Linked DNA regions of Mus musculus: region 2 is linked to region 1. The links are chromatin contacts, called in public Hi-C maps. All regions are on one chromosome and are shown on one strand. The core of a region is the stretch at or near the end of the contact, and the rest is flanking DNA. Distances in the headings are between cores, read along the strand shown. Region 1 overlaps Car10 (carbonic anhydrase 10). Region 2 has its middle 110 kb from the start of Gm35148.

What was found. Hi-C and Micro-C count contacts between places; a contact is called where the count stands out from the background.
Region 2: a Hi-C map of cerebellum shows a contact between it and region 1, with 2.7 times the contacts expected there. The contact joins two enhancer-like sites. A contact is called at or near these places in 3 of 484 Hi-C or Micro-C datasets (cerebellar granule neurons and cerebellum).

What each region holds. Positions count from the first base shown.
Region 1 is chr11:93,488,881-93,491,760 of GRCm38.p6, reverse strand. It overlaps Car10 (carbonic anhydrase 10), which reads right to left. Exons shown (of 10, transcript NM_001361708.1): 5 at 1,084-1,269. Among named protein-coding and RNA genes, the nearest start is that of Gm24856, 77 kb to the right of the region's middle. Within about 2 kb of position 1,405, at least 4 of the 459 cell types and tissues checked have an H3K27ac peak or open chromatin away from gene starts, as enhancers often do. A contact at or near this core is called in cerebellar granule neurons and cerebellum, where this site is marked.
Region 2 is chr11:93,695,453-93,698,281 of GRCm38.p6, reverse strand. No RefSeq gene overlaps it. Among named protein-coding and RNA genes, the nearest start is that of Gm35148, 110 kb to the left of the region's middle. Within about 2 kb of position 1,456, at least 3 of the 459 cell types and tissues checked have an H3K27ac peak or open chromatin away from gene starts, as enhancers often do. A contact at or near this core is called in cerebellar granule neurons and cerebellum, where this site is marked.

The DNA of each region.
Region 1 (2,880 bases), core at 156-2,655:
CACAGTCAATGTATTTTGGATGCACATAAAAATCTAAGAGATTTCTTAAACTTGTGGCCTATTTGATGGCACATGACCTTACTGCATAAAAAAAAAAAATTCTAGGTTTAGCCATGACCTTAAGTAGCAAAATAAACAGACCATATATATTCTACACTTTTGAAATTTTCAAGTCCTTTTGACATCAGTTATTGAGGACTCTTACTAGGAGTTGCTGGTTACTTAATATATGAGGACCCTGCTCGCTCCTTAAGTTATAATTGTCCATGCATATAAAGAGTGAACTAGGTCAAGTGTCACCTCACAGATGAAATCTGGTTAAACCTTATCTCTTATCTCATCTGAAATGGTGGTTAGCTGCATTGTTTTGATTTAATTTTTTGGTCTGGGCTGATGGTGGCCCATGCTCACACTCATCATCAATGGTGTGACACAGTGGAATTTCCCATTCTGTAGACAGTCAGGCAAACTCTTCAGTTCCTTGACATTGATTTCACAGTACATTATATATTTAGGCAGATAAGACCCACTTTACCAGAAGGGAAGCTAAGCTGTCATATGGGATGCAAGACAAGGTGATTCTCAGAGAGCTAGAAGAAAAGAGGTACAGAAAAGATGAGGTTGGTTTATGCTCTAGGAGAGTGATTTCTCAACCTGTGGAACATGACCTCCAGGGATCAAATACCAGATATCCTGCATATCATATATTTACATTACAATTCATAATACTAGCAAAATTACAGTTATAAAGTAGCAACAAAATAATTTTATTATTCGGGGTCACCACAACATGAGGAATTGTATTAAAGGGTCACAGCATTGGAAAGGTTGGGGACCACTGCTCTAGGACATGCCAGGGTATGAGTCCCAAGACACCTATGCTAGTGTTTCAGAAGGAAATATTGTTTCACTGTAGCCTCTTCTGGGAAACCAAAAACCATAGCAAAAGGCACACAAAGAAAGGAGGCACAGATTTTCTTTCTCAGGTTCAAGGGAGCCTTCCCATCTGTTATTTCACTGTTATGTAGGCGTGGAATCCTACAAGTTGGCCCTATGCCTTAGCACTTTGGCAGGTGCACATACCTCCCCGGAGAAGGCCTGTCCATTGAGGAGGTGCTCAGACCCTTGGCTGTCCTCACTCCCAAAGTGTAGCCGGATTTCTTCCAGGCGGTGACTGTATGTCATGGGCCCTCCTGAAATATTGACCAAGTGCTCTTTGTCCAGGCGGAGGGAGACATGCCTTCCAGTGTTGTACATGGTCCCACTGACCTACAAGGCAACGGGAAACAGGTTAGACAAGCGCTTCTATTTCTTCCCACACCGAGAAAGGAGTATGGCTGACCCATTTACATCTTCTGCTGATGACACACCAGGCTAAATCTGTGTGCAGAAGGACGTTTTCCTTCCATGCCTGCCTTCTAAGGTACTTCTGATGAGTCATAAGTCACATATATCATTCAGGAACTCGAAGGGAGGGACTCAAGAGATTTTTTTTACCAGCCGTGACAACTATTTTGTAGATTGCACCTTATAAAATTTAGCTTGTCTTTCTCATCATAGTTTTTTAGAAGGCAGAGATGGTATAAAAGCTAAAAAGCACCATCTCAGGTGTAAGAAACCAGAGAATGCCATGAGGGGAGTTTAAGGGAACCACATGAGAGATGAGAGAGCCCCTGTAGGTGACCAGGGGTAAACCCCAGTGGGAGACTGCTGAACTGTCAAGTCCCAGGCACTCAGTCCAGAAAGGTTTTGGTTAGGTCCCTCTCCAGTCTCAGTGGCAGATATCATGCAGAGAGTTCAGGTCATCACTCAGAGAACATAGCCTCAGGGCTAATCTGAAGGGAGTCACATGGGACCCCACATCTCACATTCAGAATATTTCTCACTCAGTCCCATCTCACTTTAGTTCCGCCCACTACCAAGCCTTCTGTTTCTTCTTTTCCCTTCTTTTTATTTTTCTCTTTGGACTCCATGCTCAGCTTCATTTCCTTGTTCTCCACTGCTTGGCAAGTTCAGAGCTCTGCACCTTCAGTGGACATCTGTCACAAGTTCAGACAGCCTTGTTATCATTGAGATCCCCCACATTTCAAGAAACCCATTCATCAGAGTTATCTAATGTGTCCAAAGAAAAGCATTGCATATTTGAACAATACTTCCACCAAAGCCCATATCCCATGATCATCTGCATTTCTTCCAGTGTTTCAAAAACACACGGATGCAAAGCAAAGTTGGTATATGTTATATATTCCCCCAGCTGCTTGCGCATTGGGAGCTTATATAAGCAAGGATGAGTTCTGTGAAGACAAAGACCATGCAATCTCCTTGTGGGATCCCAAGCTCCTAGCACAGCCAGTAATAAGTGACCCTTTCTGAACATGAATGAATAGATTGCTAATGAATGGAGTCTTTGATGTCAAAACATTCCCAATTCACTTCTTGTCAGCGATGTAACTTTGGAAGACTTATTTACTGTCATAAAGTGGAAGTTCCGTAAATATACAATAGACATAACATAAATTCCCTCCTGGGAACAAGAGTTGGGAAACACAACAAAACTATAAGCCATCTTCAAAACAGTCAAGTGACAGACCTCACTCCTACTTAGTCGTCACTTTAGATATATCCCATTTATATGAGGTTTCAAAAGCAGAATAAATTGTAGAGGCAGCAAATAGACTAGAGATTGCAGAGGTTAGGGTCAGAAAGAGAACGGAAGTTAGTATTTGGTGGACATAAAGTTTCAACTTTGCAAGACAAAGAGTTCTGCGGGTGGGTGGGGTTGAAGGGTCTGCAGTGACATAAGTCTGTTTAGTATTGCTTAGCTTAAAAATGATCTGGATGTCAAAGTTTAAGTAAATGATATTTATATGGATCAAACAT
Region 2 (2,829 bases), core at 207-2,706, 210 kb before region 1:
ATTGCATGTGGCACACATATATGTGGCAGCCAGAGGTATCATAAGGCTCTGTCCACCCTTCCCGCCTCTCAGGGTCTCTCATTGATCTGAGGCTTGTGAGCACCAGGGATCCCCCTGTGTCTGCCTCCCACTGCTGGGATTATAAATGTATGCCGCCATGCCCTGGTTTGTTTTTACATAAGTTCTGACATTCAACTCAGATCCTTATGAACACTTTATTGACAGAGCTCTTCCCCAGTGCCAAATTCAAGAGGGCTATTTATGACATCAGCTGGCAGCTCTATGTCTGGCTGTCCACTGCATGCCTCCTTCTCCTATACTGAATCCTCATTCCCCTGGTGGCACAAAAGACTGACATAGTCCGGCTCTGATTCTTACTGGGTGAGAGAACTGCACTCTTGAGTACTCTGAACTGGGACAGGATTGTCAAACTGTTCTGGGCACCAGAGACTATGAAAACAAGCCTCTTGCTCCCTGTTCAGGTTGCTGGGGGGTGTTTTGTCTTTGCAGTGACTTTGGGTGGTGATAATGACTTTCACATCTCATTAATACCATAGACTCCCTCTATCTAGCACAGATTTATTATTATAATTAAAATTACTAGACAGAAGCAAAGGAGCCTATGAAGAAGCCATATATATATATATATTTGTTGAAGTAGTACATTTCTATACTTTAAAAAGTCAAGTAGTGCTGGAAGACTTTAAAAAAAAAGCCCAGTCTGCTCTTGCTTCATAGCCATCTTCCATCTCTCCAGAATCACCCTGAGTTTTTAATTGTTTTCTCTTGGTATTTACTTCTGGGCTTCTAAGAAATATGGCTACCAAGCTCTCTCTTCATTGATCATTTTTAGACAGGGAGTATGGAGAGATGATGAGAATTCTAAATCTCTTGTACCCTCCCGATATGGTTCTAGCATTATGTAACTATAGAAAACCCCACGTTTGCTGCTTTTGGCAAACACTCCAGTGTTCTTCATTCTTGCGCTAAGAGTGCGCTGTTTATTTTCTTTTGGAACAAGTTGCCTTTCCTAAGATTAATATTCCCCCCCCCCACTTTATTTTCACTTCATTCATCTTTTGGACAGCTCTTTCCACATCTGGGCACAGCTGTACAACTATTTAGCGGGTGGACAGGGATAAGCAAAGGCTTGCTTGATCATTCACCACTCACTAGCTTAACTCCATGCCCATGAAGATGATCAGGCCCCAGAAGCCTCCCGGGCACTTTCTCATTTTCTCGTTTTCCTTCGCCTCTTCATTCTTCTGCCTCTCCTTCATCACCTCTCATTCCTCATCCATGTTGGCTTGAACACAGGGGCAAAGCTCTGCTCTATGCATTTTGACTTTGATTCATTCAACAGTGTAATAACAGTTTGCCAACTTCTATTAGCACTATCCGTCTGCCACAGTGGTATGGAGGATTTTTTTTTAAAGCCTTGGAGTTCCTAGAGAACCCCTCCTGGGCACTGCCCTTGGTGGACCATCAACCCCAGAGGATCATGGGCAGCAAGATTCCTGTTCTCGCCTTATTTTCCCCTCCCCTTCATCCCTACTCCCCGTGTTATAATTTGGCCTGGCTGCCCTTACAGTACGCGGGGCTCTGGGCTGCCTTGTGATGGGCACCTGTGAGCACCTGTGCTTTCTGGCAAGCATCTCTGTATGAACAGCTTGAGTGTGATCTTTGTGATCGCAGGTTTTGGGCTTTCAAAGTGCATCCTAAATATTTGCTCTCCTTCTTGGTTCACTATATTTTGCCAAACTGGAACCCTACCCTCCTGTCCGTATAACTCTATTTTTTTGAGTCTTTTACTTAATAAAAAAAGCTTGGGTCTCAGCATTCATCATCGTGATTAATGTGATTCCACTAATAACCTTTTTCTACTTGGGAAGACTCCAATTATGGCTGTATTTTGTGTTTGGCCTTGGGCCAGTTTCTAACTCACCTAGGCTGGTTTCCCGATGCCTCTGTGTGAGCATTAACCTCTCCTGTCTCCACGTTCTCCTGCAGACTTCAGGCAGAGCCCATTCTCGGGACCTTCTGCTGACCCATCCTTGGATAAATAAGCCCAGCTGCCTGGGGAGGGAAAGCCTACCTTTCTCTCTTTCTGAATAGTTCAGACGCAAGGCTATTCAAGGATTCTTGATGGTTTCCCCAAAGGTGATATCAAGCCACATTCAGCCTTCATAATTCTTTGGCTCACTCCTCACCCTTATAATTAATAATGGAACCTTGCCAGAAGTACTGATCTTTTAGGATGCTCTTGAAGGAGGAGACTCAAAGGGATCCGCACTGTAAACCCTTCCCAAGCTCTAGGCTCTCTTTGAACACAGTGGAGGAACTGGGATCTTTAGAGAGGTAAGAAGAGAGAAAAGAAAGTGGTTTTCAAGGTCAGACAGCACTGGATATGTGACTCTGAGAAAATTGCTTAGCTTCTCTGGGTCTCAGTTGACTCCTTTGTGAAATGGGAGGATGGTTATCATTAGAGTTGGGATGAGGATTCAAAGGATAAAAGGGATGATGCCTATAATATGACCAGTGGCTCATTTCTACTCCCACAGTAGTTCCATATACTAAACAATACCTAGAGATGCTAAATAGCCCATCTGTATGAGTAGCCCTGTGTTTTGCTTTTACATCAACATATGTTTATTATTATTAATTATTATTATTTTATTTTATTTTTTACTTAAGCAGACTTTAATGAAAGCTGTGCGTGAGATGTCTCTTCTCTGCATCTTCTCGATTGTTTCTTCCTTGTATTTGCCCTTGTCCTTTCCTACTTGTCAGGACTTGGCTTTCCTCTCCAGGATCTTGTGGCCCTTGTTC